2 separate regions of the Mus musculus genome follow, and region 1 is linked to region 2. The links are chromatin contacts, called in public HiChIP or PLAC-seq maps. All regions are on one chromosome and are shown on one strand. Each heading gives the region's core, a stretch centred on a gene start, on an enhancer-like site or on the middle of the called end of the contact. The rest is flanking DNA. Distances are from core to core; before and after follow the strand shown. Region 1 overlaps Akap13 (A kinase (PRKA) anchor protein 13). Region 2 overlaps Akap13 (A kinase (PRKA) anchor protein 13).

Region 1 (4,446 bases), core at 104-2,603, 100 kb after region 2:
GTAAACATAGTGTGTGTGTCTATGAGAAGACAATTATAAACTTGAGTTTGTTATCCCACATGTTAAGCTGTGACTGCCAACACTCTTTGGACTCTCTGAGTAGCCAAAGTTAGCTATTAGGCAGCAAATGTTTCACACTCCTAGACAATATGTGTTGCCCAATAGTGCCAAGTTTTTCTGTGTATAGTTTTTATTATATAAGGAATTTAGTTATCAGTCCTGCATACATAACCTTTGAGTCAGCTGTAACATGCAGACGTTGCAGATGTATAGACGGAATGCTTTTCAGAAGCTTAGGAGCCCTAAACAGGAAGCGTAAGAGGAAGATGGGCAGTTTCTCTTTTGTCGTATTGTCTTTGAGCAGTAGTTCTGTTTCCTGCTGAGTAAATTGTGTGTATTATACATGTATTAAGGTCCTTGGATACATACACACTGTTGCCTTCACGAAGAGAGTGGTCTTCACGCCACTGATTGTCTTTTTCTATTAAGCTCTCGTTTTTACAAGGACAGCTTCAAGACACAAGACACATTTTAAACCAGTTCCTAGTATGACTCAAAAGTTCTCTGACTAAAAAGGACTTTCTCGCCAGCTGATACCTTAGTTAACGTTATAGTGAGCCATTCAGACCCAATTCCGAGTTTCTGTGCCTTGTATATGAAAGAATTTCCCAAGATGCCTAATCACATTTGGTTTTCATGCTCACAGAATACCCTACCTTCTAAAAGGATAGGATTAAGAAAGTGAAAACCAAGTTTCTTGCATAGCACCCTAGTATTATTGTGCCCAGTCTCATCATTTTTAAATGTCATTGGATTCTTATTCCACAGTACAGTTAAAGCATGTTAGCAATAGTTAAATATAGACATATTAAATTTAAGAATAATAACCAATTACCATTTTACCATTGTCAACTTTTCTAAAATATCTTCTTATAAAACATTGCTAGCTGGCCGTGGTGGTGGCACACCTTTAATCCCAGCACTCAGGAGGCAGAGGCAGGCGGATTTCTGAGTTCGAGGCCAGCCTGGTCTACAAAGTGAGTTCCAGGACAGCCAGAGCTATACAGAGAAACCCTGTCTCAAAAAACCAAACAAACAAACAAAAAAACCAACATTGCTTTTTTATGCAGTTAGGAATATGTTTTTTAGGAGATGTGCTTTTTAACTTACAGTATTAGTGTGGCCTTGATCCTTGCCATATTTCCCATACTACAATGCAAATGCTGTCCGCACATGTATTTGAGAGTTACTTCAGTTTTCTTTCATTTCCTGTGTTCTTCAGGGTAGAGTGGTTAGCTTTACCAGCAGCATTCAAATAGTTAAGACTGTCTCAAGGAAGCAGGCAGCCTCAACCCTCCCCTTATGCACTTTCTCAACCACTCTCTGGCTTCCTCTTACCGTTTTGCTAATGGTAGCTGTGAGCTGTCTGCCTGCCGGCATGAGCATCTTCTGTGAGAGGACATTTCCTGGCATGGGGGTCAAATCATGTCAGTAAAATGGGGTCGGCTTCCCGAAGTTCCTCTCATAACCGTGAGATTCACGGGACTAAAACATGGGCAGGTAAGAGCCTGACTTCTTCAAAGCACTGAGTTACAGCAGGGGGAGGCCATGTGTAGTTTGTTGTTTTGTTTTTGTTCTTGGAGGAACTCATCTGGATTACTGTAAAGGATGAGAACATGGATTATTCAGATCTGAGGAACATTACAGTTCGCCAGAGGCTCACCTAGCTGGCCTAGAAAGTTGTGCTGTTTGCTTTTTTTTTTTAACCATTGGTGTATGCTTTTAACGGTCAAGCCAAAAAAAAAAAAAAATAGTTTTAACTTAACAATTTACTCAGAGAAATTTGCAGCAAAAAACTCGCTAAAAGGGCTGTGCTCAAGGTGTGGTGATTCAGAATCAGGTTCTATGCATTTTAGCAGTTACTAATTTCTGTTCAGAAGAGTTTCCTGTTTTGTAAGGTGGTTTTCCCCTGTCCTTTCTGTTTGGTGTTTTTTGTTGTGGTTTTTGTTTTTTGTTTTTTGGGGTTTTTTTAAGTTTTAACATGCATCGGTTTGGCTTTTGAGGGGGGGGGTGCTCCATGTATTCTGTTAAGGGAGAGTTTCACATGAATCATAGATTTTACAAACAGCCCATTTCATAATATTGGGTGGGTTCTGAACTTTAGAAAATCAGACAGTTTGAGTTCCTATTTGTTACTGATGATTGCTCTGTGACCCTTTGCAACTCAAGGGAGATTGCCAGCCCTTTACAGTAAGTGTGGTGGATGAGAGCTGAGCTTTAGTGATCCCAGACTGCATCAACTGCAGCTTCAACAGTTCCTGCTCTGGGCGCCAAAAAAAAAAAAAAGTATTAGTCATCTTTAAGCCTCAGTCTCTTTAAATATAAAATGGAGATAATTAGAACAGTGCCCTGTCTTAAGAAAATACATGTGAGTTACTCATTCCCAGAGCCTGACACATAGTAGCCATTCATTATCTTAAGTGTCATGCATTGTCCTCTCTGTAGTAGAGCGGGGAGCATGATGCCCTCTTGCCAACTGAGTCTATGTCCATAACCTCTACAGGTAGCACGGATGAGTCACAGAGTTAGACACTGTCATGGTCACTCACTCTGAGAAGCTCACTTCCTGGGTTTTTTTTTTTTTTTTTCGATTATAGTCCTAGTATATAACTGTAGGTAAAATTCACCTCTATGAATTGTAGCACTTCATGGTCTAGTTAATTTGTAAGGGAATTATTCCCTTAATCTTGGGGATTCCCTACCCTGGGTGCCCAGTCTTCTGAGAGGAAATGGGTGCTGTAGTAATCAGCTTGAGGAGACAAAGAAGGAGGTCTGGGCAAGTTTCCTGGCAGGGCCTCTTGTCTTTCTGTACTTCTCTTCTTCCATGCTTTGCACCAGCACCCTTGAAACTGCTCCTGGCCTATTGTCTCCTGCCACAAGTCAAAATGTCCTTCCTTCACTACAAAAGAGTGTGGTTTTGTGTTGTTTTGGGAGAGTTAATACACTGGTGACACTCATTTTCAGTGAGGTATTTATTATATGTATTAAATGTTACTTAGAGCAAAACTATAAGTGGACACCTGTCCCATTTGCAAATGAAATGACTAGGGCTCAGAGAAATAACTTCCTCTCAGCCCCACCATAAGTAGAACTTAGAACTGCCTTTATTCCTAACCTCTGTGCAGTCCTCTACCTTCTTCTCACTGGCCTGTCTGTCACCATTTGAACACTGAACCAAAATTAATATCTGGTAACCTACTGAGTTCTAATTAGTAAAAAAACAGTATATGCGGGGTTATTTAATAGTTCTGATTAGAGAAAGGAAGAAAATGTCATCGTTCCTCAGGGACATAAATGTATTTTGTAAAACTTAAAGAAGAACCTCTCAGAACTTTTTAAACTGCATGACATTGTTTTTCTCCTTCAAGCTGATCCAGAATTGCTATCCTCCCTTGTTCCCATCCCATAGCTCCCCTTCTAGACTGACCCTAAATTTAGTGTGCCCTGTGTGGACTATGCTACACCTTACCAAGCTCTTCCTCTGTAGGCTCTGCCCCTTGTTTCTTAATATAGACAGCCCATGGCTCAGAACTTGTGTTTCAAATGGGATCTCCAATGTTTGAAAATTGATAAAATGTTGCCCAGGCATTGTTCCTCATTTCTGTCCACAATAGCCACCACCCTTCCTTGACCACGTGCCATCTGTGTGTCCAGGTAAGGGGCAGGCCTTCCTTCCAGTGCTCAGTTAACTGTTGATTCTTTTCTTTGGCAGGAAAAGGAAAAGGAGAAGGATAAAATTAAGGAGAAAGAGAAAGACTCTAAAGAGAAGGAAAAAGATAAAAAGACTCTTAACGGGCACACATTCAGCCCCATTCCTATTGTGGGTCCCATCAGCTGCAGCCAGTGCATGAAGCCTTTTACCAACAAGGACGCCTACACGTGTGCAGGTAAGAGACATGCTCCTCTCTCCAGTCAGAGGAGGCTCTCTTGCCTCACAAAAGCTGGTTTGTTTCTAGTTTCCTGTGCATCCCACCCCTGATCTGTTCCTCATTTGTGTGGAGAAGTAACGCGTGTGTGTTTTTTCTTCGAATTTTAATTATGTAACATACAGGCTGTATTTTTTTTCAAGCATCTCTAGTTTCAGATTCTGCGCTTATAAATTGAAAGAAATCTGGCAAATCAAAGCAACACAAAGTCTTGAGCCTTAAAGCTCCTCAGGTTCTTTGTCAGACCCTACACACTTATTTTTATGCTTCACACACATATACACACAGCACGCATGCACGCGTGCACATGCAATTTAGAGATTCAAACTCAGGGCCTGGTGTAGAGAAGCAATCTTCCTTCTAAGCTGTTTCCCAGCCCTTGTGTGCTTACTTTTAAATCTGGCCTTTTGGAATATGATCCAGCACTTTGCCAGCATTAAATCATGATGGCTACCAGCTG
Region 2 (4,431 bases), core at 488-2,987:
TTAGTCCCTGGGAACTTTGGGGGCTCTGGTTGATTGATACTGTTGTTCTTCCTATGGGGTTGCAAACCCTTTCAGCTTCTACAGTCTTGCCCTAACTCCAGCATTGGGGTTCTCACACTCAGTCAAATGTTTCGCTGCGAACATCTGCCTCTGTATTGGTCAGGCTCTGGCAGAGCCTCTCAAGGGACAGCTATACCAGGCTCCTGTCAGCAAGCACTTCTTGGCATCAGCAATAGTGTCTGGGTTTGGTGTCTGTAGATGGGATGGACCCCTAGGTGGGGCAGTCTCTGGGTGGACTTTCCTTCAGATTGCTCCACTCTTTGTCCCTGTATTTCCTTTTGACAGGAGGAATTCTGAATTACTATTTTTGAGTTGGGTGGGTGGCCCCATCCCTCAACCTGGGGAGCCATGCCTAGCCACTGGATATGGTCTCTACAGGTTCTATCTTGCTTTTGTTGGGTATTTCAGCTAATGTCCTCTCTGTTGGGTTCTGGGAACCCCTTGGATCTCTGGCCTCTGAAACTTTCTAGTGACTACCCCCAGTTTCCTCTCCCCCACTGACACACCTTCCTTCAAATTCCTGACCCTTTGTACTTCTCTCTCATCTTCTCCATATCTCAACCGTCCCACCTCCCCCCCCCCTTCTCTGATCCCACTCTCCTTCTACCTCCTGAGATTATTTTCTTCCCCCTTCTGAGTAGGACTGTAGCATCCAAACTGTGGTGTGGTCTTCCTTCAAATGGTCTGTGAGTTGTATTGTGCGGATTCTGAGGTTTGGGGTTTTTTTTGTTGTTGTTGTTTTGTTTTGTTTTTTGATTTTTGGCTAATATCCACTTATCAGTGAATGTATACCTGAGATTCCACCTCACACCAGTCAGAATGGCTAAGATCAAAATCTCAGGTGACAGCAGATGCTGGCGAGGATGTGGAGAAAGAGGAACACTCCTCCATTGCTGGTGGGATTGCAAGCTGATACAAACACTCTGGATATCAGTCTGGTGGTTCCTCAGAAAATTGGATAGTTCTACTTGAGGACCCAGCTTATACCACTCCTGGGCATATACCCAAAAGATGCTCCACTATATAACAAGGACACATGCTCCACTATGTTAATAGCACCCTTCATTATAATGGCCAGAAGCTGGAAACAACACAAATGTCCCTCAACAGAGGAATGGATACAGAAAATGTAGTACATTTACACAATGGAGTACTACTCAGCTATTAAAAACAATGACTTCATGAAATTCACAGGCAAATGGATGGATCTAGAAAATATCGCCCTGAGTGAGGTAACTCAGTCACAAAAGAACACACATGGTATGCTATAATCTCAGCATTAGACAAACGAAAATAGAAAGATTATGAGTTCTGGCCCAGCCTGAGGGTCATATTGTAATCTAAGAACAATGGGGTAAATTGCATTTAGAAAACCTTGTATTTATTACAGTTTATCTCCATCTTTTACTAGCAACCCAATAATCTTTTAAGTAAATTTCTCCCATTGGGTTGTTAGTGTCTTCAGGTGTCTTATACTGCTCCTGGTTTTTAAATCATGAGTACTTAACACATTGGGCCATTTGAAGAATTTTTTTTTAAGGTTATCTGTCTACCCACTCCAGAAGCAAAGCAATTCTTACTTTTTTTTTTCCTTTGTAGTAGAATCTTAACAAATACCTGAGCACCTGTAGTGTGCCAAGGGAGTGTCTAGTAAACAGTGGAAACATGTTGTTCAGAAGACACATGTCCTTTGTGCCCAGGTGAGGTTAAAGATGAGTAACTAAACCACAGTAGTCATGCTGCGCTCAGAAGAATGTTTTCCAGAGCCATGTTAGAAACCGCACACAGTTTGGTGCTCGTGAAAATGTTTGAAAACAATATAAATTACCGTTGACAAGAAGTTTGAAAGTTTGAAGGCTTTTTCAGGATCTGTTTGAATATGACAATTTAAGACAGTTACTACTGTCTAATGTAGTCATAAAATGATGTCTGTACTGCATAAATGCCAGTTGATAATAAAATACCTTTTGCTTTCATCATAGTGGGAGTTTTCTCACCATGATCTAGAAAGGGAGTTGAGGAGGAGGAAGTGGCGGAGATCTCTGTAGAGCTTTCTGTACTATTAAGTTCCTTTATCTGCAGGTCTCCATTTCACTCGGTTTTTTAAAAAAGATCTTTACCAGGACATCCTGATTCACCAACTAAAAGAAACAAAATTTCTGTAGTGTGTGTGTAGGTAGGCTTTTGTGTCCTGCCAGACTTGGTTTAGTTACAATAAAATCATTGCATGTAGCTTTAAAAGTAAACTTTAGGTAACCAGGCACAAGTTAAGGCTAAGAGACAACTTAATCACTAATGGTAGCTATAGGAAAGGTTCTACTTAAAACCATGCAGAGTGGATCCTCTGCAGATGCAAAGCACACTAAACAAAGAATGTAACTTTGAAATGAAAAATGAGGTGATTTTATATATAAAGAAGGTCCATGTTTTGAGAATGGTAGGATGTGTGGGCAGACCTTGGTAAAGGCGGGGGGTTGGGGGGAGTAATAGGCAACACAAGCTATACCTTCCCTGTGCTTAGCCCTTGATGTTCATTTTATCCATTTCTTGAAATAGTGATTGAACTGTCATATCCCTATGTACAGATTATAGAAGTAAGTTCCAGAAAAATTAGGACACTTTATGGTATATAAGCAAGAAATTCAATACTTGGATTTAAATCCAGAAATCTCAGCTCTGTTCATTATACGTTGTATCTGAATGACAAAAAAAGGACACAATACCTAGGATCAGCGCTTCCAAGAAGTGCATCCAAAAACATAAGACGCTCCTTGACTTGAAATGTGTGACAAAATATATATAGTGAGAATATGACAGTAGGTGATACACTGCATGCTTTATCTCTGTTCATCTTAAACCCTTAAATCCCTCCATACAGCCCAAAACCCATGTGCAGGGTGCATTGCCTGGGTGGATCTTGTGAGGAGAGGTCAAGTTAGAAGTGCTGTGAGCTGTATAGAAGAAGCCCACTTGGCTTGAAACAAACCCAGTTGCATATAATAACAGAACACTGATGAGAGAGCTCATTACTTCTTTCCGTGGTCACTTGTTTTAACATGTTTTCAAGTAAGCCTTTTCTCCTTACTAAACCTGAAGTTTCCTACATTTATCAGAAAAATAGTTTCATGTTTTTATTCTTAGGCCAGAAGTTATTCATGTCTGTACTCATACGAACTTTATTTGTATACCACACATGTTTATGAGTTGAGCAAAATTGAGTTTTTATTTTTATATTTTGGTGTTTTGTTTGGTACTTCAGATCAAACCCAGGGTCTTGCAAATGGTAGCCAAGTGTTCTACCACTGAGCCACATAACCAGCTTTTGGTTTCTAAATTAAAAAAAAAAAAAATTAACATGAAGTTTCTAGAGCCAGAGCTTCATTTAAAACAGGATTTGGATTTGTGTTGATGAGAATAGTATATTTAGCATTGTGGTTTTTTTTTCCTTGTGTAGTTGACTTCAAGAAGTTTGGAGGTGTTTGCTCTATTGTTTCAGAGGAGTATTTTATAGGAATTGAGTAGCTGGCTCTTCCCTTCTAGTGGAACTGAATTGTGTTAACATGTAATGTAACCTGTTTATAATCCAGTCTTAATGGTTCTTGCTTGCTACTATTGAAAACCAGGGTAAAGTCATTATTCTTATTGTTCATTATTTGATTATTACCATAATATTAGCTATTTAAAGATTCCAGACTTCCCTGTCTTGATCAAAACAAAATCCTTAGGGAATGGTCTTTTAGGTTTTACTTAAGCCATTTCTGTTCTCTTGCAAAGAGGGACAAGAAGGTAGAGATGCCTGTCAGATCCTTAAATCATTGGAGCTGCATAAACCCATTTTCTGTTCTGAAGGCTCAGAGAGCAATCAGAAATATTACATCGTTCTTAGAAGATTAAATCTATGCCTGCTGGTAGAGTTGATATATTAACAAAAGATTGCTTGCTTGCAGGGAAAATGCAGGGGAGCCAGATTCCTGGAGCAGCTTATCCTATGAAATCCCTTATGGCGACTGTTCAGTGAGGCACCATCGAGAACTGGACATCTACACATTGACTTCTGAATCCGAGTCACATCGTGAACCCCATGGAGACAGCTGTACTGGACATATTTCTAAACTTATGAATATCCAACAGCAGCTGATGGTAAGGGAAAGTTTTCATTTTTAGTTAAGTGTCTGTCTATGTCCCTCACCCAGTGAATCTTGCTATAATTAAGATGTGAATTTATAAAGCATTGTTATTATACAGTGTTGCTGTGTTGGTTAGTATTTTTGTCAACTTGACACAAGCCAAGAGCCATTTTGCAAAAGGGAACCTCACTTGAGAAACACCTGAATCAAATTGCAAAGGTTTAACGCTGGGCAGGTATTCCCG

The links. HiChIP or PLAC-seq counts read pairs in DNA pulled down with a chosen protein or histone mark.
Region 1: a contact with region 2 is called in a BATF HiChIP or PLAC-seq map of CD8 T cells, with 5 read pairs. The contact joins two enhancer-like sites. A contact is called at or near these places in 9 of 484 Hi-C or Micro-C datasets (B cells, CD4 T cells, CD8 T cells and 5 more), 7 of 115 datasets of contacts at active chromatin or transcription factors (CD8 T cells, bone marrow-derived macrophages, heart atrium and 3 more) and 3 of 9 other capture datasets (adipose tissue, liver and pancreatic islet).

The regions. Positions count from the first base shown.
Region 1 is chr7:75,700,593-75,705,038 of GRCm38.p6, forward strand. Akap13 (A kinase (PRKA) anchor protein 13) reads left to right here. Exons shown (of 37, transcript NM_029332.1): 17 at 3,773-3,947. Among named protein-coding and RNA genes, the nearest start is that of AU020206, 79 kb to the right of the region's middle. Within about 2 kb of position 1,354, at least 123 of the 459 cell types and tissues checked have an H3K27ac peak or open chromatin away from gene starts, as enhancers often do. A contact at or near this core is called in B cells, CD8 T cells, Th1 cells and 1 more, where this site is marked.
Region 2 is chr7:75,598,779-75,603,209 of GRCm38.p6, forward strand. Akap13 (A kinase (PRKA) anchor protein 13) reads left to right here. Exons shown (of 37, transcript NM_029332.1): 6 at 4,008-4,200. Among named protein-coding and RNA genes, the nearest start is that of Akap13, 150 kb to the left of the region's middle. Within about 2 kb of position 1,738, at least 50 of the 459 cell types and tissues checked have an H3K27ac peak or open chromatin away from gene starts, as enhancers often do. A contact at or near this core is called in B cells, CD8 T cells, Th1 cells and 1 more, where this site is marked.